5 separate regions of the Mus musculus genome follow, and regions 2, 3, 4 and 5 are each linked to region 1. The links are chromatin contacts, called in public HiChIP or PLAC-seq and Micro-C maps. All regions are on one chromosome and are shown on one strand. The core of a region is the stretch at or near the end of the contact, and the rest is flanking DNA. Distances in the headings are between cores, read along the strand shown. Region 1 holds the start of Sfmbt1 (Scm-like with four mbt domains 1). Region 2 holds the start of Nisch (nischarin). Region 3 holds the start of Nt5dc2 (5'-nucleotidase domain containing 2). Region 4 holds the start of Cacna1d (calcium channel, voltage-dependent, L type, alpha 1D subunit). Region 5 holds the start of Glt8d1 (glycosyltransferase 8 domain containing 1).

Region 1 (6,239 bases), core at 1,307-3,806:
GAAACCAATGCTCTTAATCCTTCTATAATTATAAGGGCATGTATGGGCATGTAAACCCTATTTTAAAAAATGTTCTTGGACTGGAGAGATGACTCAGCGGTTAAGAACACTGACTGCTCTTCCGAAGGTCCTGAGTTCAAATCCCAGCAACCACATGGTGGCTCACAACCATCCATAACAAGATCTGACTCCCTCTTCTGGAGTGTCAGAAGACAGCTACAGTGTACTTACATATAATAAATAAATAAATCTTTAAAAAAAATGTTCTCATGGTCGAAATTGACCCTTGTCAGATGTAAAAACTATTTCAAAGAACCAGTAGTTATAACTATACAGTATTTGCTGAAATCAAGGTCTATGGGAGGAACTGGATGATTCTGAAATACACAATCCAAAAGCAAAAGTTTAGCAAAAAATGTAGGTTTTGCTAAGCAAAAAACAAGGGGAAATTATTTAATAAATGGTGACTGCATAAACAATAACCATTGTAATAGAGGAAGGAAATTAGATCTACATTTTTATCTATTTACTCCAAAACAGAGCAAAACTAAGATTGGATAGATGATCTTAGAATAATAAAATATGCAAAGAAATTATACCAGTAGACAGGTGCATGAAAGCTCACTTTGTTGGCATTCAACAATGAAAACAAAAACAAAAACAAGTAAACAAACAACCAACACCCAGAGGACTAGAATGACAGATGAACTGTAAACTAAAGCAAAAAAGAACATCAGACAGGGGCAACATTCCCTTCAATAACAAAAGTGAAAGATCCTTAAAAGAAAAAAAAAACTTTTTTTTTTTAAGTTAGAAGAGATTCAACTCGAGACAATAGATATGAACAACAGGTTATGTACAGAAGGGGAAATACAGATAGCAAATGGGGAAATTTTGAATGTTTAGTCATCCAAGAAGTGCCAAATAAGGTCACCTTAAACTAGGCATCATTCAATGTAGGGGAGAAAAGTTGTCCCTCAGTGTTTAGGAATGTGCATTCAATTCCTTACACTCTTCCTTGCTGGTGAAAGAACTGGGGCAAGAGAGGGCCATTCACAGCTTTCTACCTAAAAACTTTCCCATTCCTAGAAACTCAGCTCATCTGTGGACCGCATGGATGTGTTAGCAGACAACTGCAATGTAATAAAATACACAAGCAGGAACTATATACCTTAAAAACGACCATGCAAACAAAAAATGTTAGTCATAGTAGCAAATAAATGAAAATGTGTGCTTGCAAGCATGTATCTATGAAGAAGGGTTTTTTTGTTTGTTTGTTTGTTTGTTTTTTGTTTTTGGCCGGGGCGGGGGGGGTGTTGGGAGGGGGTGGGTGGGAGCTCAAATTGTGTAGCAATAATTGAATATCCTTTTATATTCTTCTTTATTTTTTTTTCTTGTTACTTTGTCTTTTCAATGGTGCTTACACTTACAAAAAGAAAAAAATCATCTGGCGTTTGTAATGTGCATATTTCCCAAGGTTGCCCAAAAACATGAGAAAGATGCTAATGGGAGCATCCCAAGACCTTCGTGTGTGTGTGTGTGTGTGTGTGTGTGTGTGTGTGTGTGTGTGTGTGTGTCTCGCCTCCTCTTCTCTAAAAGAAAGGAGTCTTCCTTGAGTAGGAGCCCCTGACTGAGGCCATCTTAGGCTGGAGAGTCTGGTCTCATTGGCACTCCGGGATCCCACAGGCGCTGGGATTTTCTTCTGAGGGAACTTTCTGGAGCAGGTGGGTGTGCTTCCTATTGACACCTGTGCTCGCTGAAGAAGGGTTGAGTAGCCGAACGTAACTGCCTGTGGGCACCTTCCGATTCGAGGCTGATTCACAGCATTTTTGAGCTTCTCCTGAAGCTCTTAGGTCAACCTGTGCCCCTTTGCGGCAGGACAACTCATTTACTGAGCCTGGACATGAGGTACGTAGAGGCGTTCGAGTCGGACTCGGTAGACGAGCACTAGAGTGCCCTGCTAGATCTCAAAGAACGTGTAGGATTCCCGACGTGGTCCGGCGGGCGGGCGCAGCTCCCTCGGCCACGGTATGCGCCCCTTGGGGACCTGCAGAACTGCTGCCTCTCTGCTAATACCATCTTGCTCGAGGTGGTCACGTGCGGGCTACAGTGGCGCGCTTCGCCAGGGACGGATGGATCAGGGACTTCGCGGGGTCCCGAGCCGCTCTGTCCAGAAGCCCGAGGTGAGGTCTTTCTTTCCAGAATCCCAAGCAAGGCCAGGACGCGCCTCCGGAGCCCGAGGACGCCGTCTCCAAGCCGTTCTCCGTCCATGGCGCCGTCGGGGATCAGAGGCTCACGCCGCGACGCCCAGCGCCACGGCCTCGCGGGTGTCTTTCGGCGAGGTGCGGACAGGGGGACGCGAGCAAAGCGGCGGGTTATGGACCCGGGCCCGCGGACGCGTCGTCTCCCGTGCAGCTCCAGCTCCGCGAGCCGGTGGGCTTGGGGAGGCCGGGTCGGGAGTGCCACGCGCGCGAAGCGAGGGGCGCGGGTTGCCGGGAGGGAGGACCGCGGAGCTGGGGGAGGGAGTGGGGGGGCCGCGGGCGCATGCGCCTTGCGTCCGTGCCATATTGGAATGAGTCGGAGCGCGGAGCGCCGCCGCCGCCGCCTCCGCCGGAGCGCGGGTGCAGGGGGGCGGGGAGAGCTGCCGGCCGCCCCGCTCTGCCGGGCTCAGCAGGAAGGAGGGCGCGAGCAGCGCGAGCGGAAAAGGCGCCCCGCGCGGGCGAGCGCCAAGAAGGAAAGAAAGAAAACCGAGCGAGCGGGCGGGCGTGCGAGCGAGCGGGGAGAGCGAGCAAGCGCGCGCGCGAAAACTCCCGTCAGGTAAAAAAAGCGGGGCGGCCGGCTGGGCCTTCCCGCGCGGCGGCCTGAGGGGTGGTGCGGCGCCCTCCCAAAGAGGCCCAGCAACTTTGCCAGCGGGAAGCGCCGGGAGCCAGCGGGCAGCGAGCGCGCGATCTGAGGCGCCAACGGGCGGCGGCGGCGCGTTGGGCGGGGGGGACGACTGGAGTGGGTGGGGGGACGCGGCGCCCGCGCGCGCGGCCTGGCGCGGTCCCGAGGCTCGGCGCGTCGGCCGGCGGGGGCTGCGGGGACGCGCCCGGGCACCTCGCGGACGCGGCGGAGGCCGGCGGCGCCGGGAGAGAGAGAGAGAGAGGGAGAACGGGCGAGCGGCGCGCGTCAGCCCAGCTGGGCGCGAGAGGCCAAAGTGGCCGGGTGGCGGTAGCGGGCTCCCAACTTGCAGGCTCCGGTCCCCTGCCCCCATCGAGCGGCCTCCCGCCGAGCCCCCGCGGACCCGCCCCCCCGGGCTCGCTCCGGGCGGGGCGCGAACCCGCAGCCCGCGCGGCCGCTCAACTTCTCAGGGCCTAGGCGGCGGCGGCAGCGGCAGCAGCAGCAGCGGCGGCGGCGACAGCAAGCGCGGTGGCCGAGTCTGAGCCTCCACCGCAACCGGTGGCTCCGGCCTCTCAGGCGCTTCGCCTGGGGAGGCACCGCCGCCCGACCCCCTGCGCGGATCTGGGGAGCGTCCTGAGGCCGCTCGGCAGGTCCGTGACCGTTTCGTTTTCTGTTCCCAAGTCTTGTTTTGTTCGCTGTAAAGACGCTGGAGGGGCGAGCCCTGTGTCCTGGGAAGCAAGGCCTGCTCTTTGCGGAGCAGAAAAGCCTTGTGAGACTCGGGATAAATTCCCGCGGAAAGGATAGACGTCGTGTTAAGTTTCCCCCCCGAGATGCCAGCTGTTCGCGTGGGGTCTCAAACTAAGCTGTCAAAGCCAGGTCATCTTTAGAGCTTGCGGTGCAGTGGGGTGGGACGCGTCCTGTAGGGCTTTTTTTTTTTTTTTAACTTGGTGGGCGCTCTTCCCCGCGGGTCACTCACAGCAGTTACTGGCCCCAAGTGGTGTGTGTCTTGTGATTGCTGTATTCATCAAAAAGATCTGAAGGAAGTAACATGGAATTAGTCATTATCTGCGTATGGCCTCTCCTGAACCGCGATTTTTAAGATGTCATACTTTATTTCATCTGAAGCAAAATGAATGCTTTGAGCGTGTAACTGTTGTGTCAGCTGTCTAGATGGGGTGGAGGAGGAGGAACGTGTTTTCGTAAGTACACATTGGGGCCTGTTAACTCGCAGCAAATGAACTCTCTTAGGCCACAGGTAGAGTCAGAGTTCAGATTTGTTTGCAGTGTCAGGAACAGCCAGTTGGAACTAGAGGGACCTGAGAGAAGGAGCCAGTTGTGTTATAAGGTTATTACTCAGTTACCATTGGCGAGCCACTTTATCTTTGGGTAGGTGTCTTACCCAGTGTAGTTTTTTGTTTTTTGTTTTTGTTTTTTTTTATCTTCCTTATTATTTGCAAAAGTGGGATAAGTAGATCACCATGCTTTGGGTTCTAAAATTTGGAGACTTCTTAAAATGAGATTTTAAAAAAGTTTTGAAAGGTTCTATCTACATAAAATCACTCACAATATGTGTCTTTTTAAAAATAGATTGGAAAAAACATCTTGTTAGCTAAATCCAGAATAATTCTGTGGACTTTATTTGAACACAGACTTTTAAAGAAGGCATTTCAATATATTTAAGAAGTTACACCTTTCACAGTTTAACAATGAAATCGGGAAAGGACAGTTCGGCCTTGTTTTACATATGCATAAGTCTTGATGGCCATATACACATTAAGATACAGAACAGAGCATTTCCAGCCCTCCCCCCACCAAGGGATTCCTCTAATTGAGTAAACACCTGCCCTTTCCCTAAGGCAACCTCTGGCCTGACTTCTAACTCAACCAATGGATCTTGTCTGAAGCAGGACCCTTTAGAACGTGAAAGGGCAGTATTAACTATTGAAGGATAGCAGGTATCCTTGGAGATGTCATTTTGGTCCTGATGCTGTACTGGTGTAGGGTTCCAGTATCTACAGGGTCTTAAGACTATGACCTTTGGTCTTTGTGGTCAGAAGGACTCCCCCCCCCCCCCAAGACAGGATTTCTCTATATAGCCCTGGCTGTCCTGGAACTCACTCTGTAGACCAGGCTGGCCTCGAACTCAGAAATCCGCCTGCCTCTGTCTCCCGAGTGCTGGGATTAAAGGCATGCGCCACCACACCACTGCCCGGCTTCAGGAGGACATTTTTAACTGAGCAGTTTTTGGTGTGTTAGGATTGTGGTTTCTGGGGGTCTTTATGTTTATAGTCGTTATATTATTATATCATTTCCCATTTTGGGATACAGATTTGTAGAGAGTAGGTTTGAAGGAAGAAATTATGAATTTTTGAACAAGTTAAGAGTTAAAGGTGTCAGATGAATTAATTTTGTTAAGCTTAGAATTTGCAAAGACAATTGAATGAAAATTGATTTTTTTAAAAGTCTAGTGAATTCATAATATGGGTATACTGCTTTAACTACCTTTAAAATGACAGTTTTTTTTTTTTTTAGTTTACTAATATTTTCTTTGTTTGTTTGTTTGTTTTTTGAGACAGGGTTTCTCTGTATAGCTCTGGCTGTCCTGGAACTTACTCTGTAGATCAGGGGCTGGCCTCGAACTCAGAAATCCACCTGCCTCTGCCTCCCAAGTGCTGGGATTAAAGGCATGCGCCACCACACCTGGCTTTCTTTTCTTTTTTTGTCTTTTATTTATCTAATTTTTACACTCCAGATTTTATCTCCCCCCCACCCCTCACTCCAACTGTTCTACATCCCATATGTCCTCCCCACACCCCTGTTTCCAGGAGGATGTCCCCAACCCCCAACCAACCAGACCTCTAAACTCCTAGGGGCCTCCAGTCTCCTGAGGGTTAGGTGCATCTTCTTTGACTGAACCCAGACCTGGCATTCCACTGCTGTATATGTGTTGGGGGCCTCATATAAGCTGGTGTATGCTGCCTGGTTGGTGGTCCAGTGTTTGAGAGATCTTGAAGGTCCAGGTTAATTGAGATGCTGGTCCTCCTCCTCCTTCTTCCAGCCTTTCCCTAATTCAACCACAGGGGTCAGCAGCTTCTGTCCATTGGTTGGGTGCAAATATCTGCATCTGATTCTTTCAGCTGCTTGTTAGGTCTTTCGGAGGACAGTCATGATAGGTCAGAGCTCCATAGCCTCTGTAATAGTGTCAGGCCTTGGGGCCTCCCCTTGAGCTGGATTCCACTTTGGGCCTGTTGCTGGACCTTCTTTTCCTCAGGCTCTTCTACATGTCCATCCCTGCAGTTCTTTCAGACAGGAACAATTATGGGTCAGATTTTTGACTGTGGCATGGCAACCCCCCTTCC
Region 2 (6,239 bases), core at 2,644-5,143, 490 kb after region 1:
CTACAATGTACTCATATACATAAAATAAATAAATCTAACAAAACAAACAAAAACAAAAAACCAAACCATGGGCTATTTCTGCAAAGTAAAATGTCATGAAGTAGAAGAAAATACATGGCCAGTCCAATTTAATATAAACCCACCAACACAAATGTGACTGTGTACCATCTGCCTCTAACCCTCTGTCAGGTAACCTCAGGGCCAGGGTCCAGTCTGTGTCTCCTCAAAGCCAAGGCCTACAGCTTTGGTGGCTGTGGGTTCATAGGCAAAGCAGAGAGCCCCAAAGGAACTTACATAGAGGTGAAAATGCAGGAAGTGGGCCAGAACTCTGGGAGCCACATCAGGGAAGGTTGTGAGGAGCGTCTGGAGGTACACCTCCAGGTCTCTCTCCCTCTTCTCTACCAAGCTTCTCGAGTTCTTCCCAATTATCTTTTTGGGTGGAAGTAGAGATTTGTCAATTTTTCTCTCTGCCACAAGCTGTAAGAGAACACAAGCACATCAAACACAGACCAAGAAGCCCTGCGTCTGTGTCAGATCCAGGCAGGCAGTCGTCAGTCGTATCTTCTGCAACCACTGCTGGGAGCAGGGCCGGGATTAGTGCTCCAACTAATGCATCTGGAATCCGGCCTCGGATCCAAGTAGTACTGGAAATACTAATACAATTCCAAGTGAGAAATTGCCATCTTTAGTCTTTGGGGATATTCAGAAAAGTAGTGCTTACGGTCCCTAAAGTTTGGAAATAAAAGGAGTTTGTATCTTTAAGACATGCTCACTACAAATGCCCCACAGAAAGCAGCTCTTTCTAAAAGCAAAGGGAAAATACAATTTCAATCTGTTATTAGAGAATAAAAATATATTTTGTGGGACAAGTTCAAACCTGTACCCTCTTCAGGAGACTGTCTTATATTGGAGGTGCATGGCAATTTTAAAATTTAAAATTAAAATTTACATATTCTATCCTTAGACTGTCTCACACTAGGTTGCATTCCTAGCACCAACCAGTTCTTTGTGCTGCATCAAGGAACTGGTTTACTACAGCAAGTCACAGAGCTCATGAGAGGGCTCACCGGGTAAAGGAGCTGCCAAGTCTAATGACCTAAGTTCAATCCCTGGGGCCTCTATGGTGGAAAGAGAACCCTGCTCTCACAAACTGACCTCTACACATGAGCTGTGGCACGTGTGCATCTTCCTCTCACTAGAACACACACAGACACACACAGACACACACACACACTTGTTTTTTTGTTTTGTTTTATAAGACAGGTTCTGTGTAGCCCTGGAACTCGCTCTGTAGATGAGGCAGGCCTTAAACTCACATGCCTTTGCCTCCCAAGTGCTGCTAGAATTAAAGGTATGTGTGGTATAACCCTGGCCATGAATAAATGTTTTTAAAACTTACAAGCAATAGATGTGGAGGCAGTTTTGCCCTAAAATTAACATGTGGCACAATGGAGACTTGGCCCACAAGCCCCACCCCTTGAGATACAGGTGCCAAGGTCTTCAGATTACCTTTTCATGTAGGTCATGAAAATCACTGTAACGGTGTTTGATCGTCCACTCATGGTTGCCATCGGTAACCTGGATGACATAAACCTAAAGGGAAAAATGATTTTTTGTGACAAGAGAACCCCAACTCACAATAGCTGCAAGGTACTCAGTCCCCACTCCCCAAAAAGCCAGAGTCAGGCATCCTTGCACACCCACTGTGCACCCAGCTTTCCTCAGCCTCCTTGACAGCCCTGTAAGGTCTGGAGAAGAGCTCTGGCTCCCATTATCAGGAAGGAATGGTATGGGTGACTAGCTCCACACACCTCCTTAGATTTTTTTTTTTTACCTCCTGTCTCTGTATAACTCAAAACCCAACTTGTGCTATAGGCAAGGCTGCCCCTTCCAAGGGAGGCAGAGCAGAGCCCAGTGAGGCAGCACCAGTGTCTCTGCTATACATCTTTCCAGGAGCCCTAACTCCATCCTAGAAGCAAGGCCTTCAGTCAACCTCTTCCACTAGCTGTGGTTTTGACTTTGGCAGCTGAACCAGGAGGCAAGGCATCACCAGGCTTCCAGGGGCAGCGGTGGCTCAATCAGCCTCAACAGAAGGCGATATAGCTCTGGTGGTTAATCGTCCACCAAAACCTGGGTTCAAAATCTGGCTATCCCATTTCCTGGGTGTGGCTTATGTGCCACTTATGTAAGTGACTGGGAACCTAAGCTCTCTCTGGGCCTCAATTCCTCCATTTTAAAACCTGGTGGGCCAAGTAAAGCAATTAAGTGTAAAGGCCTAACACGGAACAGAAGATAGATATGTTAGTCACATTCCGTGCATCACACCCAGTGACAAATGAGGATGGTCAGTTTGGATCATCACCTTGCTCCTGACACTAAGGGGAAGGACAAAGAGCCTCTACTGACTGCAGCTAGTCCTAGGTGAGTGACCTCATTCCTTAACTAGATCAAGCCCCACGGTCCTAGCTTCCCTTCCTCGGCCTGGAGCACGGAGAGGTTAGTGGGAACAGTGAACGAGGCTGATTCCTGACCCCAGGAGCAGCCATTTCTCCAGAGCCAGCCTGTTGCTCTAAAAGGAGCCGCTAGCGGCTTCTCTTCCTTGCAGCGGGGAGAAAGAACTAGATAGAGGAATCGCCCTCAGGATCCGGTATTAGGGTGGGAGCCAGTGGGGTGGGGCAAAGGCAGGCCCGAGGCCCTTACCTCTGTCCACCCTCCAGGGAACAAAGGACAAGGAGACGGGAGGTGCTCAGTGGGCCCCCACCACAGTGCAAGTTTTCACCTGGCAGGCTGCCCACGAGGCTCTCGGGCCTAGCATCCAACCCTATGCAGGCCCAAAGGGCGTCTAACGCCATCACAGAAACTACCCTCCTTTTTTGTTGGCTTTCCCTTGTAGCCTACAAGGATACATTAGAAGCTCGTGTCCCTCTCCCCTAAGCCGTGACGTCCCCTAAGGTTTGCAGGCCCTGTACTTCGGCCTCGAGGTAACTTCTGTGTTCTGCACGGCTGGGATCCATTCCTTTCTCCCCAGACCCCGAGGGCTCATTTTTCCATCCACCACCCCCCCCCACACACACACACACGCACGCACGCACGCACACACACACACTTCGCAGGGCTGATCTGGACTGCGACTAGTGTTTGGTTGGTGGGGGTGGAGATCGGGATCTGCTGTCTCTCCTTCACCACCTGATGATCTCTAGCCCTGGCCCTTGGTCCCATCGACCAGAGACCACCCCTTCCGCGTCCCCTTCCTCCCAGACTTCCCATGAAGGTCTCTTAGGCTGGCATTCTTCCTTGCCTGGAGGATCCAGAGGGCCTCCATCTCACCATCCCCTCCTCCCCCACCCTCTGATTGCTCCAACACAAGTCTCCTTTTCTGGTCGCGCACCCTTTCCCCAGCCCCCCTTCCCGCGCCCCGCCTAGATCCTCCTCCAGAACCTATGCGACCCGGCCCTTCCTCCGAATCCCCCATTTTTTTCGGGCTCCCTCGTCGCTACCTCGCAGAACCTTCCACGCACTCATCGAATGTGCTACCCAGGCCCCCCCCACCCCCCACTTCTCAAAGCCCCTGGGTCGAGAACTCCGGGTTCCAGGCGCTAAGCCCGCTCTGGACGCTCGCGGCCCCCCAGCACACCGTGTACGTGTCCACGAGCTCAGAACCCACGACGCGCGCCTCCTTGGCAGGCTCGGCCTCCCGCTCAGGGCCGAAGCTGAGTGTCGCAGCCGCCATGTTGCCGGCTCCACCGCTGCCGACGCCCGGCGCAGAGTGGCAGCAGCAGGGGGCGGGGTCAGCGTCCCACCGCCCCCCAGCCCCCGCTGCCCCCCGCCCGCGCCCGCGACGCCATCTTGGCCCCTCGGCCTGCTTGCGTCCTCGCCCCGCCCCTTGCCCGTAATTGACAGCACAACCAGTGGCACGCATGCGCAGCTCCTGCGGGCTTGCCCAATTTGCTTTCTGTATACCTGTGCGGCGTTCTGTCCCCTCGGGCAGTTGTGGTCATTGTCCGCTGGGCTCACAGCAGGGAAGGGCAGAGGCCATGGGCCTTCGGAACTCTCCGAAGTCACTCTGCTTCGCTTGGCCTCAGTTTCCAGAGGGGACATTAATAGGGTCTCGCCTGGCTGTTGGGTTCATTCCCTGTGTAGCAAGAGCAAAATGAATAAGACTAGACTTAGAGATGGAACAAGGACCAGAGGGACTCTCCGACACTTGGGGGGTTTGTTGTTAAAAGTACTGGTGGAGAATTGATTGTGGTGATTCTGCAGTGCTCAGTACCCCACGGGCTTTCCCCTGGCAGTGTGCTAGGCGGCACACTGGTGTGTTCAGGGAGAGCTTATATGCAGCAGACGTGCAGGTGGATGGAAGAGATATGCGCTGTCCATCTGGTTTCCCAGATGACATCCTGCAAGAGCTCAAGGTGAGGAGGAGACAGACTAGGCCTTGGACACAAGAGCGTGGCTGAAGAAACATCCATAGGGAACAACCATAGGGAAGACTTAGCTGGAGAAGAGATGACCCAACCGGAGGAGGAAAAGAGAGAATCCTGATAGACATAGGGTTCTTTAGGGACACTTGTTGACTCACAGAATGCAGCTGACTCAAACCCGAAGTGAACACTGATTGTTGTCCTTGAAAGATGGAAGGTTGCGGCGTGGTAGATCCCGCTGAAGGGCTTCAGGCCAGCCTATTCTTTGTGGGCCAGTGACTTCTTCCATTACCAGTGTCATATTATACTCTGAACCTTGCATAGGAAGTGTTTCTTGGCAGGACTTACACTGCCAGCCTCTGTTGGCATGCTACCATCTCTCAGGGGGTGTAATATAAGGTAGGGATTCTCCGGTCAGCTTGACCTCAGGCAAGTCACTGTGATTCCATAGAAGACCGAACTGTTTACTTCACATTTCCTGTGTGCTCATATTTTCATTCATTCAGGAAACTTTTTCCTGAGGTTGTTGAGGATGTGTGTGTGTGTGTGTGTGTGTGTGTGTGTGTGTATTGCATTTAGGTGCTTGCTCCCAAACCTGAAAACTTGAGTTCAGTCCTGGGTTCCTGGGAACCTAGGTAGCAGAGAGAGATAGATGACTCCTGCAAGTTGTCCTTTGACTTCCACATGCACTCATAAATAAAAGCAATACATTCTTTTTTTTTTCTTGAGACTTCCCTGGGGGTGGGGTGGGGTCTGGGGAACAGATGGCAAGAGACCTGGTCCTTGCAGTCCTTCATAGCTCCTGGCCCTAGGCAGATGATACAGGGACTTTGGCCAGCCTGAGATTACAGGGACCAGGGAGGGGGTGGAGGATATTCCAGGCAGTGGTGGGCTGGGCTGGGAATGTAGCAGGAGGTGGAGGGAGGCAGGGCTATATAAGCCCAAGCAGAGGGCTGGCTGGCTGGCAACCCCAGTAGCCTGTCCTGTGAGCTGTCGCCAGAATGGATGACATCTACAAAGCTGCGGTGAGAGATGAATCTTTAAGGGGTTAGGGTGGGTAGGTCCATTGGGGTTCCCTTAGCTAAGGATGGAGGACAGGGGTACACTAGGGAAGTGATGGGGGACTCAAAAGGGTCCCCACACACCTGTAACCCAGCCCCTTGAGCTGACATTTGGGGGATGCAGAAAGGGTAGCAATTCAGGGGTTTGTCAATGTGGCTAGGGGTATGGTCTCAGCTTTCAGCATCCTGTGTCTCCCTCTGTTTCTAACCTGTCACTGTCTTGAGTGTATTTGTGTTTTTATTCTTTAGACATCTGTTGGTCTTTCACAAGGTCTTTCCATCTCTGTTCCTTCCTCACGATGTCTCTGAGTCTTTGTCTCTCTGTGTGTCTCCAGGTCTGCGCCCCGCACCCCCTCCCAAGCTTCCATTTCTCACAATCTGCTTCTTACATACTCAGATCTGCCTCTCTCCTCTAGCCCCTGAGCTGGATGAGGAGGCTCTAGAAGGTGGGAGGGAATTGTGAGAGGGCTGGAGAACTTGAGTCCTGGGATGGGAAAGATGCTTTGAAGGTACAGGCCTGAGGAGAGGGAGGGAAGAAGGAATGGCTTGTTGGAACCTCAGTCCCTGGCAGGCTCAGGGGTTAGGTAGGAGTTGAGAGTGATAAGAGTCAGGGTTAGAGAACAGTGACCCTAAGACTGTTCGATTTCCTGGGGACGCTGAGGGACTTTTGATATACCTGCTTCAGAGACAAGAAAATCCTAGCAAACAGCTGTTCTCAGGAAATTCTCTCCCAACCCCCGGAATATGGCCCCACTTG
Region 3 (6,239 bases), core at 1,928-4,427, 420 kb after region 1:
AAGGAAGGAAGGAAGGAAGGAAGGAAGGAAGGAAGGAAGGAAGGAAGGAAGGAAGGAAGGAAGGAAGGAAGAAAGAAAGAAAGAAAGAAAGAAAGAAAGAAAGAAAGAAAGAAAGAAATGAATGGAGGTTTTGAAAGAACAACCTAAAATTCTCAAATGGTAAGTTACATGAGAGGCAGACAAAGGGCCCAAAGGTTGGGAGAAAGCCTGAAAGGAACTGGCAGTTCCAGAGGCCGTTCTCAGAAATGCCAGACATTCTTTTCACAGTTCTAGGTCAAAGACATAACCTAAGGAGAGCGAGTGACCAGTAGTAATTAGCTAGGACAGCCGGGATAACTTCCTCAGGAGTTTGGGCTAAAGCTCTCAAAGGGCAAGGGCCTTAACCTGAATTTCTGAGCTATATCTCTGAATTTCCCTCAGGACTGGTTCCTCTTCCACATGCGATTAATCCTGTTCCTTAGGCCCAAAGTCACCAGCAGGGCCAAGGACAGGCTACAAAGACCTGCACGGCCTGACTAGAGGCACGTGCCCTCTTCAAATGCCGGAAGAGGAGGAGGGCTGGATGCCAATGTGAACAAAATACAAGAGCCCTAAGGGCCTCCTGCCTCGCTGCACGAGAACTGTCAAAACACTGTTCCTAACGCCCAAAGTGAAAGGAACTCTGCAACTGAATGGATCGCATACCCACGGGAGAAACGGAGGCTGCTGCACCCTCACTTACAGAAGGTCTCCTGGCCCACGCGCACTTTAATCATGATCCACTCCATCGCACCTCCCAGGACAAAAAAGAAGGGCAGGAATCTGTAGATGCCGAATCGCTGCTTGCCGGGCACTCGCTGAAGAGCTCGCCTCACCTGGGCCCTGGAGAACATGACCGAGGCCTCCCAGTGGGGTAGGGACGGAACCAGGCAGACTGGTGTTCCCGGAGGCAGTACAAATAACCCTGCGGACCCCTGCGTGTCCGCGGAGTCCCGTGGACTGAGCACCAAGACTCGACTGCAGCGCCACAGCCCGGCCGCAAGAGTTAGGTCGCGGAAGTTAGGACAGACCCAAAGCCTGGTCGGCTCCGCCAATCAGAATGTGGCGGGACTCTCAGACTCTCCAATCAGAGTGCTGTTTGAGCGCGCGTGCTCTGTGAGGCTGAGTCGGTCTGAAGAAGCCTGCGCACGCGCCTAGATTCTGGAGACGGAGAACCTTCGGGGGGCGGGGTCTCCAACGTGGCGTGGCGGCCCCGCCCTCGACCTGCTCTCACTGCTGAGGCTCAGAGTTTACTGCCGCGCCCCCTACTCTGCCATCGCCATCTTTTTTTGTAATACCCTGACCGAGGTGTCGACCCTTTGTGAATGAAATCAGCTAAAATGCAGTTTCGTGACACTCCTTCCTTTTATTTCTGGATGTGACTGGTTTGACTTGGATTCTAATACAAACATAACTCGATATGCATTTTCGAAAGCTGAATTTTATCGTCGCAGCAAAAAGTACAACTGTCTATAACAAACATGCTAAAATAATATAAACCTATGATAAGTGGGAAATTACCGTTATTCTGGTAACTTGTAGTGTTTTTAAGCATCACAACCAATAGTTACAGAAGAGGATCAAGGTAAAGAGTGACTTCGCTGTCAAACCACAACCCTATCGGCACCCTTGTAAGATGAGCCTTTCTATGATGCTGTGAGAATTGACAATCTAAAAGAATTAAATGGCCTGGCAGTGGTGGCATATGTCTTTAATCCCAGCACTTGGAAGGCAGAGGCAGGCGTATCTCTTGAGTTCGAGGCCAGCCTGGTCTACAGAGTGAGTTCCAGGACAGCCAGGGCTACACAGAGAAACCCTGTATCAAAAAAAAAAAAAAAAAAAACAGAATTAAATGACAGATTGCAGCGAGGAGGCCTGGTGGGCCCATGCCAAGGTATGCCCCTGAGAAATTATGCTGTGCAACAAATCTGGTATGAAAGGAGTTTATTGGGGAAGGAATAGAGGCAGTGAGGGAACCATGAAGGCAGAGAAAGAGGGGGGGGGGTCATAAACAGCTGACTAAGCGCAGCCTGCCTGGAGGTACCTACTGGAGAAGCCACACACAGTGAACGCCTGGCACTTGGTGCCATTTCTCTTGGATCTGAGGACTGAAACTTGTAAAGTGTCATCCACTTGGAAGGAATCCACATGTGGCCAGGTCTTCACAGCCCACCTAGGTCAATGGACCTACAAGGGTCCACCCATAAGCCCACCCTTCGGCATCCATGACTACCCAGACCAGAATCTGATACACCCGATCCTCAGCATAGGTACAGGCAAACTACAAACGTACACATTACACACAACCTTAAACCCAACAGCCACGTGTGTTCAGTTGGGCAACTCACCACCAACAATGGACATTGGGCCCAGCCTTTCCTAGTGTACACCTGCAAGCTAAGAAAACAGAAGTGGATGGAATGAAAAGAATTTCATTGAGACAGCGCTTGAAAAAAACCATGGCAATTCAACTGGGGGCCTGCACCGTCTGGCCCATCCTTTTACAGCCGCCAAAACCTGGTGGCTGCAGTGATCCTGGCCCACAGCCAGAAGCGTATGCCCAGTAGATAGGCTCCTCATTTAAGTCGATCACCTGGGTTGGGTACCAGGCAATACAAAGAAAATGCTGCCTCAGCAGGCGTCAGCTGCCCATCAGGCCAAGTGGTCTTAGCCAGCTTGGGACTGGTACTGAAAGCAAGTAGAGCTCTTGTTGTCTTAGCGACCTCAGCTCCAGTGGAACGTGCAGTCAGTCAGAAACTGGGGCAGGGGCACGAGGCCCCGGGGCAGGAGAACTGGTCTGGAAAGAATAGGACAGAAGAGCAGGGGAGGGGCAAAAAGACCCTTGGGCAAAGGAAGAGCAGTACACTCGAGCGCTCTTGCTCCTCGGCCGTCCAGGATCTCGCGGAGACCCGGGGCTCTGCGACTTCCCGCTCAAGGGAGGAAAGGTACCGCCATCGCCACCGAGACGACCAAAGGGGGGCGCAGAGCCCCTGAGCCGAGCAGGGGACAAGGAGGCGGGGGTCGGAGCCCGCTCCGCCCCGTCCCGGAGACCTCCCGCCCCCTGGGCCGAGTGGTGCGTCCATTGGCCGGATGGGCTCCGCGCGCCTCCCCCATTGGCCGGCCGCCTTGAGAAGCACGCGGCCACGGTGGCGGGCGGGCAGTCGGAGAGCGGCGGGCAGGCGGGCCAGCGGACGGGCGGAGGGCGGCCGGGGCAGCGCGCAGGGGGCATGGCGGGTGCCGGACTGCGGGCGACAGCTAGGCGCTTGCTGCTGTGCAGAGGCCACAGCGGACCGCGGGCCGCCTCGTCCTCACCCTCCTGCCCTGGCTGCGGCCCGCCGGGTCCCGGAGCCCACTGCCCCAGCACCCCGCGCTCGGCGCCCGCAGACGGCGCGGACCTCAGCGCGCACTTATGGGCTCGTTACCAGGACATGCGGAGGCTGGTGCACGGTGGGTGACGCCGGGTGGGCAGTGAGCCGTAGGTCGTCAGACGAACGGTGCCCAACAGACGGCCAGGGCACCGACCGGGGTGAAGGACGCTTGGTGGGGCTCGCCGGGGTCCCAAAACCTGAGGGCTAAATGGCGTTTTAGAAAAGGCTCCATCGGGTTGTTAGGAGGTGTCTCTGCAGGACACCGCTACTCCTGGGGCGAGTGGGGCTTTTTGTCTTCTGGCGGCAGAAGCTTGGAATGCCTGGAGCGGCCGCTGCGCACGCGGCCCCCATGGTCTTGCTCCTGAGTCCAATCTGCGGGCAGTAGCGGTAGAACCCCTCCCAGTCCCTCGTTCTCCTCTGGCCCTTAGTTGCAGTGTGTGGACAAAGACTGACTGAGCCGTGTTCACAGATGGCACGACGTAAGGTGACACCAGACGGACACTGCAGGCACCTCTTGGCTTGTCTCTGGCGGTCTACTGCACTCTAAACACTCGGAGGAACAGAAAAGTTACTGTAGCCCCCCCCCCCCCCCTGCAATCCCTCGGGAGTTGCTATATCTCAGATAGAACTGCACAAGGCACTTAACCCTCTCCTAATCATTCCCTTGGAATGGGCTGATGAGGCTGGAGATCTGAGCGCCGAACATCTGTCCATTGGTCTGGTGGGGCCCTGCCTCTTCAGCCGATAGATGTGGTCTGGGCTGTGACCCCTATCACTGCCCAGCAGGGTGGCCCTCGGCTTCACACCCTCTGAAGACCCTCAGTGTTCTGTCCCAGAATTTCGTTGATGACTCAGAAAGAACAAGGCCAAGCAGGAGCCTGGGGACCTTCTGCAGGAAGCCCCAGAGGTGAGGTGGCTTGCATTGTCTGATAAGACAGAGGAGCCCTGACAGGGAGGTTCCAGCTGTGACTGGACTAGGGTTTCCACTCCAGCTGTGAGGAGAGCTGGACGCTGGCCAGAGTTCACCTCTTGACGTGCTGCAGTCAGATTACTTGAGACCTCTCAAGAATGGTTGCTCTTAAGGATTGGGAATATTGCAGGGTGACCAGGATTATTTAAGAAGTCAACGTTCTGCCCCTAGTGTAGACCCTCTGAGTGGCCTGAGAAACCTACTTAGGATGTTTGGGGGAGGGGGACACTACTGAGAATATCCTTCAGGACTCTTCCTCATCTTCAGGCCCTTACATGCTCTGTGAGTTCTTGTGTGCAGGGTCACTTCCACTGCCATGCCAGGGTGAGCTAGCTTCATGCCTCTGACCCCTGACGCCTGCCCGCCCGCCCCCCAGGCTAGGTTTTAGGGCCAGGGCTAGTAACCCTTCAGAGAGCAGTGGAGAAGGGCTGTCACCTAAACTGCTTGGCCTCATGGGATGAGAAAGCTAGGCAAAGAAGAGTGATGAAAGCGGGCGGAGTGGCCTGAGTGTGCATCTCATTGGGTGCCGGGTACTGGGTGGTTTAACTGGGTGCCTTTACCAAGCTTAGTTCTCTGGGCACCGGAGGTGGCAGTGTGACTTCTTCATGGAATTGGAGGAGGGAAGGAGATGAGTTTTAAGATTCACAAGTGGTAACTACCAGGGCTGTAGAACCTGAAGAAAGGAGGTCAGGGGCTTGACAGTAAAATCATAAACACCGCAGACCACCTCTGGTCATGGCTTACCCACACACCCAAAGCTCTGATTTCCTTGGTCCAGAAACGGGGAAAGTAAGCAGGGAAAGTGGGCTTCTTGCCCATCCTACTTGTTCCCAGGAGCGTTTATATGACTCTGAGAAGACCCTTAAAAGCAGAGCCAAGACGTAGTCAGAACGCTGCAAGCTTGGACCCACAAAGGCCATGTCTCTGCTTCCTGACCCAGGGGTTCTGTGGACACAGGCAACTCGTAAACAAAGTTGTCATCCAGGAGTGGAGGGAGGGTTGTGGAACTATCCAGCTGTGTGGGCAGCTGCGGCCCAGGGTCCTGTGACAGCGAGGAAAGGGTGTCCCTGAGGCTGCTCTGTAGAGAAAGCACACACATCCCTGTGAAGATCCACACTTGGCAATCTTCAGAAGTGCTGCTCTGTACTGGCTGGCTGAGGCCGCCCGAGGAACCAGCCACACCTGTTCCCACACCTACACCCTGTACTTGACACTAATGGAAATGGGGGTGGAGCCCTGTGTTCCAGAGGGGCCTCTGAGGCAACAGCCCAGCACGTAGAGGAGGTGTCTGCACAGTGCAGCAGCCGCTAGACATGATGTGGAGCCAGAGAATCTTGCTTTGTGATCAGGATCAGTGTGGCTGATAGCTTCCCTGGAGACTTGGACATCAAGTCTCTGAGACCGAGCCTCTTCCTCCCTCTTCTCTTTCTTCTGCTCTAAAAGTAACCTAGGGAGTCCCAGGCAGGGCTTTTGGCTCAGAGGCACGTCTGATCCTGCATATTGCATAGGTTCGGAGCAGAAATACTACACGAACTAGGTTGGTTCTGACTTTGTTCCCTTAGCCTAGGGCTAAGTTAAACGTTCTTGAATTCACAGACATGCAAGGGAGGACCTGATCCTGCCTGACTCACTTCCCCATCACATCGTGTCCTCCTTCTCCGTCCACTTTACCCACTCTCCAGATGGGGAAGACAAGGCAGACGAGCCTAGGGCCCCAGAACCTTCTTGGCATAGTACAGGGCTTAGCTTCCCTCTGTGAATCTTGTTGAAGCTTTTATGATGATCACCAGAAGAGAGCTGGCTTGTGTCCCCAAAACCCGACATCTTCCGTCCCGACTGTGGTAATTAGCAATGTTCCCTGGCTGAAAACCGGGAATGTCATT
Region 4 (6,239 bases), core at 1,158-3,657, 360 kb before region 1:
ACCTTCTGTCACAAGTAGTGGGGTTTGGCCAGGCAATGCAAAAGTCACCAGAGCTCTACTCTGAGCATCAGTCATGCAGGGCCATTGTTGTGCCACACCTAACCACACTGGTACTCTTCCATACCTGTGTCTTCAAAAGGAATCTTTTAGTGCATCTCTTCTGACAAACTGAGGCCATTCTCACAGTGATCCCGTGTCTTTTCCTGACTTTGAAAACACATGTATCTCTCATGGCTTAACAGATATACACAACTCCCTTTCTCAAAAAGTAATTACCAACACACACACACACACACACACACACACACACACACGCACACACGCGGGCACACGTACACACACACTCAACCAATAATTCAGTAGTTTTAACCACTTTTAGACTATTCCTCCAAAAGCTCTCCATAGCCATATATGCAATTTTTTCTACATGGGAAAAAAAAAAAAAACCTCTTTACTGGCACCAGGCAATACCAAAAGCCCCACAACAAATATCTAGATTATGCATTAACACTTCCTACAAATGAAAATTCATGATGCTTGGGACTCATTTCCTCCACAAGCTTCAGAAAACAGAAAAACATCTTTAAGGCTTTTTTATTATTATTATTGCATTTTAAATTGCAGCAGCAGCAGCCAAGCCAGCATCTAATCGGCCTGCACCCTAAGAGTCAGGGTGCATTATGTCAGGGAACCTCAAGGCCTATGCAATAATTATCTCAGTGTAGAGTAGCATCCAGGTACTCCCAGGGCAAAATACTCAAAAGCGGGCGGGGGAGGGGGGAAGGGGAGGGCATGGGATGGAGGGTGTCCCTTCATGTATAGAGCTCGCCTCACTGTGGGTCTGGTCATTCCTTGGAAGATGGACATTGGGCCACCATCACCTCTGCTGAAGCAGATGTCAAAGTGAGAGTGGTGTCAGAGGTTGGAAATCGGGCGTTTGCAAAACCAATTATCACTAAGTAAAGAGTCAAAGCAAGCACAGGTCTCCTGCCCTACTGTCCTTAAGCCTGGGACAGAGCAAAGCAGGCAGGTGGCACTCAATCTGAGATCAGGGACTAGTTTTGCCAAGCGGTTCCTTTGAGAAGCGCTCACCGGAAAAGGCTTCAAGAAAACCAGGGCTGGGAAATGCTAACGACCTCCATGAAGGGAACCTGGCCAAAAGCACCCCAGCCTTCTTAGACCCGGCCCCCGCTGGTGTGGAAACTGCACGTGGTGAGTTGCAGAGCCCCACAGCGGCAGCAACTCTCTGGGCATTGCTAGGTTACCGACGTGTGCACAGGAGGCACAGGGAGCGGGAATACACGCTCCACCCGACCCTGTTCCCTCAGATCCCAAGACCCGGGGCTTCTCCCATGAGATGATGGGACCAAGCGACCCAAGGGGTAAACCTGGAACAGTCCTAGAATTTTCCTGATGCTACTAAGGACCTTCTTCTTAGTCAACCAGAGGCGCGGGAGATAGGGGGAGGCTGGAAAAAGGGTTCAGGCTGAAGACTAACACCTCCTCTTCCATCGCTCAGGGGCGATGAAAGAGGAAAGTTGAGCCCGAGCACACTGAACCCGGATCACCTCACTCTTGCCCCTTGGCTCCACAGTACTCCACACACACCCAAATGGCCGCCCCCACCCCAGCAAATGCAGAATTAACTGACATTCACGGCCTGAAGAGGAGAACGGAGTAGCTGCCGCGCATCACCCCTTTCTATGTAGATGACACCAAGCCAAAAGCATCATTTCCAACCCCCTCAACCCACCCAACGCATCGGAGATGGGGGGTTGGGGGTGGGAAGAGTAGGATCATGATAGGATGAGGTTTGGCAGCGGGTACCCAAGCTCAGGCTGCTCACCGTTCGCATGGTCCTCTTGGTGCTGCCGTTGATGTTGCATTTTTTTCATCATCATCATCATCATCATCCACGAACATTTATTGAGCGCCTACTGTGTGCAGGGCACTATGCTCAGGGTTAGGGAGGGGGAGGAACGGATATGGGAGGTTACGGATAGGTAGGAGCCGCGGTCCCTGCCCTTATTTTCGCTTCAGCAGGGGGTGGGGAAGGACAGAGACAAATAACCAAAAATAAAGATAATTTATAAAAACCGCCTGCCACCCACGCTCCTTCTTTTTTTTTTGAAAAATGGAGCAAAATAAACTTTTTGTAAAAAATAAAATCAGATGTATATATTATCTTAGTAATATATACATGTAATTTTTTATTTTTTTTATTTTTTTTTACTGCAAAGGAGAATTGGCTTGGTCCCCTCCTCTAGCGGAGGGACACCGTGGTGGTGCCCGCCCGGCCTGCCGGGCCGCTCGGCGCGCCCCCCATGCCGCCCGTCCGCCCGCCCGCCGCGGTGCCCGGTGCCCCGCCGCCGCCGCCGCCGCCCGCGCCGCCGCTGGCTCGGGACCGCGGGCAGCCGGAGCTCACATCCGGGGACGGAGGCGCTCGCCCGCCCGCCCGCCCGCCCGCTCCGCGCCCGCCGCGCCGCGCTGCACGCCGGCTTCGCCCTGGCGACGCTGCGCGCCCGCCGCCGCCGTCCCCCGCCCTCCCCCGCGCGCCCGGGCCTCCCACCGGCCGCGCCGCGCCCCAGCTGCCCGCCTGCGGCCCACGCGCCCCCCGGACTCCACGGCGCGCGACTCGGACGCCGCCACCCCCAGGCTGGCGCGGCTGACCGAGGGTTAAGTGCGCTGCGGCCGCCGACAGCCCGGTTAACCCCCTCGGCGCCGCCGCGCGGGCGCCCCTTCCCCGAGCCAGGCCCGTGGGGCCCCGTGCCTGCTGCTAGGGGCGCCGATGCGCCGCTCCTCTACACGGCGTCCCCAAGCGGAGGCTGCTGGGGTCCCCTGGGGTCCGCTGGGCTGGCTCTGGTGGCCTTCGCACTCTCACACCTGGGGGAGGCCCCGCCCCCCTCCCCCCAGGAACCCAGGTGCCCGCAGGCGATCGCTGCTGCTGCAGCATCAAAGCTCAGGGTTCGAGGGCTCTGCTTGGACTGGACAGGCGTCCCCCAGCTCTTACACCGTTTCTTCCAGTTTAGAGGTGCAAAGAGATGGGGGGCTTGTTCTTTGGGGAGCACTGACTGTCCTCAGAGATCTGCCCTCAGCCCTGAATCCCGTCCTCCCTCCCTTATGCATACGTGGCGGTGGGCTCCCTCCCTCTCGCCATCACCTCCACGTGTATTTGGAGACAGGTACAGAGAAGTAACAGCCAAGGTCTTTCAAACTGCTAGTGTGGAGAGGTAGACTGTGCAGCTCAAATTGATGACTCGTTTAGGAATTAATACTTTTTTTTGTACCTTCTCGGCCTCCTGTTTGTAGTGGGGGAGGTCTACAGGCCCCAGCTCCGTCTGGAGGGGGAAATACTGTATCTAGTGGATGACTGATATTTTTCATTTAGCTTTGTGCTGGCTGTTGGGAAAAGGCGTCTGCTTTGTTACTTTGCAGGATTCGATTTATTTGCCTTTGTTCGGATCTGCTTGTTCCTACGGAGTTTTAGAACGTTTGAGAACAGTGTCTTTAAAGCAAAAGGCTCAGCGTGAATTAAGAAAATAAATGTTTCTGGGAAGGTGCTCCTTGCTCAAAGAGGACACACCGAGCATCTCTGATTGTTGCAGGGGGGATCCACCTGGGAAGAATGACTCTCCAGGGGTCTTCCTGAGAGAGGGGTGTCTAGTTAGGATAGAGGAAAACAACCATGCTTGCCTGCTTTTTCACTTGGCTCTTTGGAGAGTGGCAGGATTGGGAAGCAGCCTGTGGCCTGTGTAAAAGAAAGCTGGTCTGAGCAACCTCACCTGTGCTGGTGCTTAGCTGAAATCAAAAAGGATGCAAGAACATATCCTTTGATAGGTCAGATTTGCAAGGAAGCACGTGTGTCACTATCAGAATTCCAGGTCTATAGCTTATCCTCTGGAGACTTCTACAGAAAATGCCTTGCTAACACTGGCCCATTGTCCGATTTAGTTCAGCCAACACTGAACAGGCATCTGTTAAGCGCAGTTGTCTAGGCTAGGAGTTACCAATTTTGATCTGTGTGCACAGTCCCTTCCTCAAGGGCAAACCATCTACTGGAAGAAGCAGAAGCTGGGCTATACCAAGTGTAGGAAGCACTATGCAAGGGTGCTCTGGAGCCCTGGAATTGAAGGGCTCTGAGAAGTCTTCCCAGTTCTGTTAACCGCTTAACTAAGCGGGGAGAAGAGACAACCACAGGGCAATGAAGCTATTCTGTATGTCACCATAATGATGGACCTAGAGCATTATTTGATTGTCAGAGGCCATAGACCTGTGCTCCACAAAGGTGAACCGTGATATAAACTGTGGACGGAAGTTAACAATAACCCATTGCTACTGTTTCAACAAATATACCACACCAAGCCAAGATGTAATCATAAGAAAAACTGCTGGAGACATGTACCTTCTATGTAAATTCCCTGTAAACCTAAAACTTTGTTTCTATTAAAAAGGGGGGCTGATTTAATAGGGCAGGAAGAATGGAGGCACAAAAGAGATTAATGTGTGGGTGGCATCTGTTTGAAAATCAACGGGTGCACAGGTAACATGGAATCCTGCACTCCTCTGCAGTGGGAACCAGTGACGGGGTTTTAACTGAGAGTTGGCAGGATTAAACTGTGAAGGGTGTGGGTTCTACACTCAAAATATGAATAAGTATTTGAAATTGAAGGATATATATTCATTTATTTGTGTGTATGTGGAAGTCCCTGGAACAACGTTCAAGAAATAGCTATCACCTTCTGCCATGCTGGGTGAAGGGGCAGGATAAACGCAGGTGCTCCACCATGCTGGGTGAAGGGGCAAGATGAGTACAGGTGCTCCACCATGCTGGGTGAGGGGGCAGGATGAACACAGGTGCTCCACCATGCTGGGTGAGGGGGCAAGATGAACGCAGGTGCTCCAGTTTGGTATTAAATGCTTTTGCCCTCTGAGCAGTAGGTATCTCAAAAGACCCTGGAGTTGAAGTTTGGGCTTCCCATTTTGTGTAACATCATCGTCAAATTTTGAGGGTTTGGGGATTTCATTTTTTCTTTTGTGAGGCAGAAATGGGTGGTGGGGTGGTTGTTTTGTGGTTGGTTGGTTGGTTGGTTGGGTTTTGTTGGGTTTTTGTTTGTTTGGTTTTTTGCCTTTCCCCCCATTCTACACAGTTCTGTAAGCTTCAGCATACTTGAGTAATTTAAATATATATATATATATATATATATATATATATATATATATACATATATATATATATTCCCATGATAAGGTAAATTATTGGGAAAATAAGTGGTAGCTAATGTTTTTCTGTGTGTTGAGTTCTAATGCAGGCACTTGCAGGTATTAGTTTGCCTAATTCCCATGAGAAGCCCATGAGGAAAATACTGTAAATACTCATATTTGTAGATGACAAGTGACACCTAGGAGCTGGCTTGCCCCAAACCACACAACCACGTAGCGTTGAGCCAAATGAGACACAAGAAAAGGCCAGAATGAAAGATATCTATTCTAATGGATTCTGGTAGCAGGACAATCATTGCCCAGCAGGGGCAATGACAGTTATGGTGGGACAGTTGTGGACCAGTGAGCCCACCAAGTTCTACTGAATAGTTCCAAATGCAGCCAGAATCAGAAGATCACAAGCAAAGAACAAAAGGCCTGAATGTGACCAAAGGGCCTCTAGGGAGGAGGCCAGGACACAGTGGGAGGAGGGAGATGGCACTGGAAGGAGGGAGGCCACAGTGGGAAGAGGGAGAGAGCAGCAGAGGATGGACTTGGAGTAAACAGAGTGCGCCATTGTAAACTGAAACTGTCCAAGAGTAGATGTAATCAATTTTTTAAAAATGCAAAAAGAAGGAAAGGAAGGAAGGAGGGAAAGAGAAGGAAAGAGAAGGAAGGAAGGAAGGAAGGAAGGAAGGAAGGAAGGAAGGAAGGAAGAAAGAAAGAAAGAAAGAAAGAAAGAAAGAAAGAAAGAAAGAAAGAAAGAAAGAAAGAAAAGATGTTCCATATGCAAATCCTTAGCTGTATCACTAGCCCTCTAATTCAGGGTATTCTTCTCCTGTGCCCTTAAAATATAAAACATGCCCTCTTAAAGGCACAGGGCTGGCATTTTAAATGTGGCTGTCCATATGCACTGCATCTCCAAGTGCTCTCCCGATCCCAGCATGCCCTCAACCTCGCCCCCATCACAAACTAGATGCTCCATCAACTCTGGTCTACCTCTCACAAATTATCCAGCTTGTGTACAGAAACGACATGTC
Region 5 (6,239 bases), core at 2,610-5,109, 290 kb after region 1:
CATCATGGTGGGAAGCAGGCAGCATCCCGGTGGAAATGGTGCTGGAGAAGGAGCTGAGAGTTCTACATCTCAATCTGAAGGCAGACAGGAGAGAACTGTCTCTTCCACATTGGGCAGAGCTTGAGCACTGGGAGCTCTCAAAGCTTGCCTACACCGTGACACACTTCCTCCAACAAGGCCACATCCCCTAATAGTGCCACTTCACACAGGGTAAGAATATTCAGACCGGGGCTGGAGAGATGGCTCAGCGGTTAAGAGCACTGACTGCTCTTCCAGACGTCCTGAGTTCAAATCCCAGCAACCACATGGTAGCTCACAATCATCTGTAATGAGATCTGATGCCCTTTTCTGGAGTGTCTGAAGACAGTTACAGTGTACTTACATATAATAATAAATAAATCTTTAAAAAAAAAAAAAAGAATATTCAGACCACACCAGTCCCTTGACTTTTAATTCTACCTGGGTCTTTCTAGCTATCGAATCACATTCATTACATAAAAGAATCTTTTCTTGGTTTATTGGATTCCACTCAGGAAGTCCTGAGATAAATAAGGTTGCTATTAGTAATCCTCCCACACGGACTCCTAGCATGAAGCCTTGAGACATATTTTTTATTTCAGTCATTTGGAAATATTAAAAGAAATGTCAGGCTTCATAGTTACGACTTTGGCCCCCTTCGAGAACATGTAAAAGTACAATGTTCTTGTTCCAGAGGTGCCAAAGTATTGTTTTCCCACAGATTCACTGTTAAGTTTCTCAGAGCTGTTTGCTATTAAGAACTTACTGCCTATCTCCTTCCTTCTTCCTCCAAGTATCCCTCGCCTTCACTCCCAACCCTACATTTTCTTCTTTCCTCTCTCAGGCCCACTCCCTCCCTGGCCCGCTGTCTAGGTTGGCCACAGTGGGTCTGGCTCCTTTACAATTGGATGGCAGTGCCCCATGAGAAGTCTGAGTAGGGCTAGGCTCTCAGTATCACCCACAGCTTCCTCCCAGGCATCTGATTGGACTCTTTTTAACAGCTTCTGGGGTCTCTGAGCCTGAGACCTCCTCCTTTCTAGTCAACTAGGGTTATTTAAAAATTGACCCAAAATCTAAAAAGAACCTTCCGGGGGGCTTGTGAGGCAGCTCTGTAGACAAAAGCTTTTGTTACCAAGCCTAGTGTCCCAAGTTCAATCCCTGAAATGCACACAGAAGCAAAGAAGTGACTGCTGCATCTGTCTTCTCCTATCACCTCTACAAGTGGGCCCACATTCAGTACATACAAACAAATGTTAACAAAACAATGGAAAAGAGACGAGGGGGCTGTTAATACGGCTTAGCCAGTCAAAGCACCTGGGCTCCATCTCCAGGAACATGGTGTAATCCTGCAAACTGTTCTCACCTCTATATGCACACTCTTATACACACTAAATAACTTTTTAAACAGGGAAAAATTTTTAAAAAGCCGACTAGGAAGGTGCAGTGAGAGATGGTTCTGCTTATATTTCTTAAACAAGACCATCTAACCAACACAAGATCCATGAGAGAACTGCTCCATGAATTTTAGTTGAAAGCATTTGGGCTAAGCATAGTGGGGATATGCCTTTGATTCCAGTACTCAGAAGGCAAAGGCAGGTGGACTATGAGTTCAAAGGTCAGCCTGGTCTACATAGCAAGGTCCAGTTTCTATATTGGAAGACCCCCGTCTTGCCAGGCAGTGGTGGGCACGCCTTTAATCCCAGCACTTGTGAGACAAAGGCAGGCAGATTTCTGAGTTCGAGGCCAGCCTGGTCTACAGACAGTCAGGCTATACAGAGAAACCCTGCCGGGGGTGGGGTGGGGGGGGTGTCTCAAAAACACCAAACCAAACAACTCATCCTTAAAACAGTATGAAGGCTCATAATGGAATGTGAGACTTGGACAGTTATAAATAGGACTTTCCGGGCTGGGGAGATGGCTCAGTGGATAAGAGCACTGACTGCTCTTCTGAGTTTAAATCCCAGCAACCAAATGGTGGCTCACAACCACCCCTAATGGGATCTGACATCCTCTTCTGGCATGTCTGAAGACAGCTACAGTCATACAGTGTACTTATGTGTAATAATAAATAAATCTTTAAATGAATAAATAAATAAATTAGGGCTTTCCATATGCCAGGCGTGGTAGCATATGCCTGTATTCCCAGCACTTTGGGAAGGTAGGGCAGGATTTTGAACTTGGAGACAGCATAGTCTACATAGTGAGAACCCACTGCAAAAAGAAAACAAATGTAGTACAAGTTATGAAGTGTTTATTCATTATACACACGGGAAAGAAGCATTGCATACTTGTATCTCCTGTTCTCCATAACAAGCTTATGAAGAGATGGTATAAAATAGTCATAACTTAAAATACATTTGGATTAGAAATGAAGCCATGACAATTAGATCTCGACACAGCTGTGCTATAAGAACATAGGCGGTTTAAGCTCATGTTTTGCTTATGAAAGCAATTCAGCTCATCTCACAGGAAACAAAAGCAGGTGCTGAATCATGAAAGTCCCAATCAGTTATTTTTAGCATGCCTCTTAATTTTTCTGTCCCCTGATTTCTTGTCTTCTGTGCCTAAGTCTTGAACAGGTAACCACTTTAGGGGATGGCGGCGGTAGATAGGCCATGGAGGAAGTGTCAGCTAGATCAGAACAGAGAAAAGGTAGCATTTATTTCCATTCAAGGTCTAAATGATCATTTAGTATGTCTGATCCCCAAATAACCACCATGCTAAAGATTAACAAACTAATGAGACAAAATATGTCAGGGAGTGAGAACAAGCCTTAAGTGTTTACACATACAAGTTTTAAGAACTAAAAGAAATATGAAGGCTGCGTGAGCAAAGCGAAGCCCCTGGCATATTCATTTTACTGCCTAGAGGAGATGCAAAAGACAATTAGAAAGCTCTACACCTTTATGTAGCGCAGGCCATCGGACACAACTTAACATTCTACTTTTCAAATAATAGAGAACAGAAACATTAATGGGAAAGACGAACAAAGAGGTGATTCTGGTTCTCACTGGTAGGTCCAACCAAGTCTCCTGAGTCAGAAAACTTACGCTACTGCTAATACGCAAATACCACAAATAGCTTACCAAACAGGAGAAAGCAAATCCGGCCATAACTATGTAGACAGTCCACCCAAACTGTTCAGCCACGTACCCGTAGATAAACCCAACTATCTGAAAAGAAACAAAGTATATAAAATGCACTCAAACCAAGAGAGGCGGGGTTAAGAATTAAAAGTAATGCAATACTTACTGCAGAAAAAAGAATGATCCCCTGAAACATCTGTTCAGCTAGTTTCTGCCCCTTGTAATCCTAGGGACGAAAAAGAAGAGGACGAGTTGGTCCTACTGCCAAAGGACTGCAATTCTCGTAGGGAACTCAGCGTTGGCATAAGGCAGCATTCAACACCAGGAGGGCCCGAGAGTAAGGAAGCAAACATGTAATTTCCCAGGGAAACTTGGGCATCTTAACAGACCACGGGAAAGGGGATCTATTCTGGGGAAGAGAAGGGAAAGTGAAGCCAATCTTAGGAGTGGCTCCGGTGAGGGTGAGGGGCTTAGAAGTCGCTAGGCTCCAAAGAGAAGTGCGGGGGATCGGGGACGCGCGCCCTCACCATCTGGGTGGGCAGCGAACTCAGGTGTTCCAGCATGGTTGCTGAAGACCGATACCGACAACGAAACGGACGTAGCCGATTATTAAGGAGTAAAGTTTGCGGGGGTCGATATCGAGAGCAAGGCCGACCAGCCGAGCGTTTCACTTCGGCCGTGGCCCCGGAAGCGGATGTCTCCGAGGGGCACGGACAACCCCTGGCCCCGCCCCGCGCCATCGACAAGGGAGGTACGTCTCTTAGCTTTCCTAGAACCCTGTACACTGCTCACGAGGGCTGGGGCAGCGACCTGGCCGGAGCATCGTGCACCGGTCAGCGCTCCTGGCCGCCCGGAGCTGTAATTGCGGCAGGAATCACTTGCGGGCTGCGCCTCCCCAGTTTAACGGCCGCCGGCGCGCTCCACGTCTCCATAGCGACGGCCTTTACTCGGGGAGGACCCGGGCGACGGGGCTGCCCCGTGGCGCCTGCTGCGCCTGGCTTTCTGGCAGAGGGAGGCACAGTCAAACTAGGGGTTGTGGCCCTACGTGGCTGCTGCAGAGCTCGCCGGCCAGTGGGCCACGGCCAGAGAGCAGCGGACGCGGACGGCCCGGCGGTGGGCCGGGGCCTGGGGCCTGCGGAGCGAGCGCTGAGCTGGCGGGGCGGGCTGGGGCGTGGGCGGCGGCCACTCCTCCCAGCGCAGGTAAGGGCGACTGCGCCCAGCCTCGGAAGGCGACGATTCGTCTGACGCGGCTCTAACCTGACCTGTCAGTGCGTGGCGGGATCCCCGGAGCGCCTCACCACGTCCCCATCACTCCTAAGCGTAAGGAGGCTACTAATGATCTCTAGAGTTAGGGAAGATAACGAAGCCACATTCTCCAGGGAAAGGAGACTGCCTCGGAGAAGAGCTGCGAGGCCCAAGTCGCCCCACATCTCGTGGATTGAGCTTCCGTGCCCCTATGTAGAGGGTCCCAAATTCGGCCTAACTTTTTGGTTGCCGGTTTCCATGGCTCATTCCCAGGCCAGTCCCTCTTGGTAAAGACCAGCCAAGGGCCGGGCGTGGTGGCGCACGCCTTTAATCCCAGCACTCGGGAGGCAGAGGCAGGTGGATTTCTGAGTTCGAGGCCAGCCTGGTCTACAAAGTGAGCTCCAGGACAGCCAGGGCTATACAGAGAAAACCCGTCTCGAAAAACCAAAAAAAAAAAAAAAAAAAGACCAGCCAAGGGGTTCCCTTAACCCTGTCTTTCAAGGGTTGTGTATTTCAAAGCGTGAGCCCTTCCCTCATGACTGAGCTAGATGGGGTGCCGAATTCAGACAGACCATTCTGGGGATCCCATCCTCTGGGGCCCGCTGCCTCTGTGGACTCTGCTGTGCATGCAGTCAGGCACAGATGGCGAGATGCTAGACACTCTAGACTGGGAGGTGAGTAGCCGATGCCAGCATCTACACATCCATGGAGCTACCAACCCATTAGTTAGTTAGTTAATTTTGATTAGCACAGTTGTGACTTAGAACTTGGAAACTTGGAGTGTGTCAAGGAAGATGTCCACATCACTCCAGTAATGTGACTATTGAATTAGCTGCGGGGGGAAAGCACCTATGTGATAGAGCTCTGGAAAGTGTAACCTGGGCTTTGGGGACGTTTCCTGATCGTGAAAGACAAGTGGGGCATAGCCAGTTAAGTGTGTGAAAATGTCCAAGTGTTCTTGTGCTTTGACACCATTCAGAAAAGTACAGACCCCCTTGACACTTCGGACCTTAGAGCCAGTACAATGAAAGACTACAACAATCTTCAAGGGTCTTTTTTCTTTTCTCCTTCCCTACACTTTCCTTAGTACATATGAATAGGCTCTCATTCCTCAGGGTTGTATCTCTACCAGTGCACTTCATAGGACGGGAGTTTGTTTTACAGACCATATAGTATTTGAACTATAAAAAGATGGAAAAACAAAATGGTTTTGCCTTGTTCCTTTTGACCCAACAGCTCCATAGGAATCTCATGCTTTTCCATATTCTGGAATTTAATGTTAGTGATGATTAAGATTGCAGTAAGAGCTCTTCTTTATTGGAGATCTGGACTCCTCCTGGATTAGCAAATCCAGGACTGTTCCACAAATGTCACATGCTTGCTGCATTTCTGGAAGGGATGGCCTTAGGTGACAGGATACAGCAGTAGAATTACATTTTCATTTAACTCCTTGTTTCTGTGGAACTTAGATTCACAGCTCACAGATGCACACATGCGATCATTCCATAACTGGGAAGGAAGAGTAAGATTGTCGGTGTAAGGAGAGCACAGAAAGATGCGATTGGTGACCTCCGCAAGAGCAGTTTGAAAATAAGACCAAACATCTGAGAACAGAGGAAGGAAACACACAGAGAGAAGAGTATTTCAGCTCATTTGAGACATTTAGTGTGAGGGAGGCAGAGACATGGACCTGTGGGTCAGTCCTCTGGAAGTGCTCCATCTTCTCCACCCTCCTCTACCTCTACTGCTTTAACTGGAAGACACCAGAACATGCTAGTGTGCGGATGGGTGTGATCCACCAGGAATGGCGAGAAGTTGGTGCTACACGAGAACAGTTGTAGGATAGGGTACAGAGCACCAGTGGGAATCCTTCCATGGATATCTGTGCTC

What was found. A called contact is a pair of places that touch in the nucleus more often than the background predicts. HiChIP or PLAC-seq counts read pairs in DNA pulled down with a chosen protein or histone mark.
Region 2: a Micro-C map of embryonic stem cells shows a contact between it and region 1, with 6 times the contacts expected there. The contact joins the promoter of Nisch here to the promoter of Sfmbt1 in region 1. A contact is called at or near these places in 4 of 39 promoter capture datasets (3T3-L1-derived adipocytes, liver and stem cell-derived epiblast-like cells) and 1 of 484 Hi-C or Micro-C datasets (embryonic stem cells).
Region 3: an HNF4G HiChIP or PLAC-seq map of pancreatic cancer cells shows a contact between it and region 1. The contact joins the promoter of Nt5dc2 here to the promoter of Sfmbt1 in region 1. A contact is called at or near these places in 4 of 39 promoter capture datasets (hippocampal neurons, liver, neutrophils and 1 more), 1 of 484 Hi-C or Micro-C datasets (embryonic stem cells), 1 of 115 datasets of contacts at active chromatin or transcription factors (pancreatic cancer cells) and 1 of 9 other capture datasets (pancreatic islet).
Region 4: a contact with region 1 is called in a Micro-C map of embryonic stem cells, with 2.2 times the contacts expected there. The contact joins the promoter of Cacna1d here to the promoter of Sfmbt1 in region 1. A contact is called at or near these places in 3 of 484 Hi-C or Micro-C datasets (all in embryonic stem cells), 1 of 115 datasets of contacts at active chromatin or transcription factors (embryonic stem cells) and 1 of 9 other capture datasets (pancreatic islet).
Region 5: a contact with region 1 is called in a Micro-C map of embryonic stem cells, with 4 times the contacts expected there. The contact joins the promoter of Glt8d1 here to the promoter of Sfmbt1 in region 1. A contact is called at or near these places in 2 of 39 promoter capture datasets (hippocampal neurons and stem cell-derived epiblast-like cells), 4 of 484 Hi-C or Micro-C datasets (CD8 T cells, embryonic stem cells and nephron progenitors), 2 of 115 datasets of contacts at active chromatin or transcription factors (bone marrow-derived macrophages and embryonic stem cells) and 2 of 9 other capture datasets (adipose tissue and liver).

The regions. Positions count from the first base shown.
Region 1 is chr14:30,713,059-30,719,297 of GRCm38.p6, forward strand. Sfmbt1 (Scm-like with four mbt domains 1) reads left to right here and starts at 2,557. Exons shown (of 21, transcript NM_001166532.1): 1 at 2,557-2,817.
Region 2 is chr14:31,202,933-31,209,171 of GRCm38.p6, forward strand. It overlaps Nisch (nischarin), which reads right to left and starts at 3,894. Exons shown (of 21, transcript NM_022656.2): 1 at 3,635-3,894; 2 at 1,510-1,593; 3 at 295-477. The coding sequence starts at 3,730. Tnnc1 (troponin C, cardiac/slow skeletal) reads left to right here and starts at 5,380. Exons shown (of 6, transcript NM_009393.3): 1 at 5,380-5,446. The coding sequence starts at 5,423.
Region 3 is chr14:31,127,912-31,134,150 of GRCm38.p6, forward strand. Nt5dc2 (5'-nucleotidase domain containing 2) reads left to right here and starts at 3,178. Exons shown (of 14, transcript NM_001374087.1): 1 at 3,178-3,465. The coding sequence starts at 3,246. Smim4 (small integral membrane protein 4) reads right to left here and starts at 1,019. Exons shown (of 2, transcript NM_001308091.1): 1 at 722-1,019. The coding sequence starts at 872.
Region 4 is chr14:30,351,079-30,357,317 of GRCm38.p6, forward strand. Cacna1d (calcium channel, voltage-dependent, L type, alpha 1D subunit) reads right to left here and starts at 2,408. Exons shown (of 47, transcript NM_001083616.2): 1 at 1,847-2,408. The coding sequence starts at 1,913.
Region 5 is chr14:30,997,574-31,003,812 of GRCm38.p6, forward strand. It overlaps Glt8d1 (glycosyltransferase 8 domain containing 1), which reads left to right and starts at 3,860. Exons shown (of 10, transcript NM_029626.2): 1 at 3,860-4,424. It overlaps Spcs1 (signal peptidase complex subunit 1 homolog (S. cerevisiae)), which reads right to left and starts at 4,093. Exons shown (of 4, transcript NM_026911.3): 1 at 3,632-4,093; 2 at 3,271-3,330; 3 at 3,105-3,191; 4 at 2,253-2,649. The coding sequence starts at 3,844. The coding sequence ends at 2,524.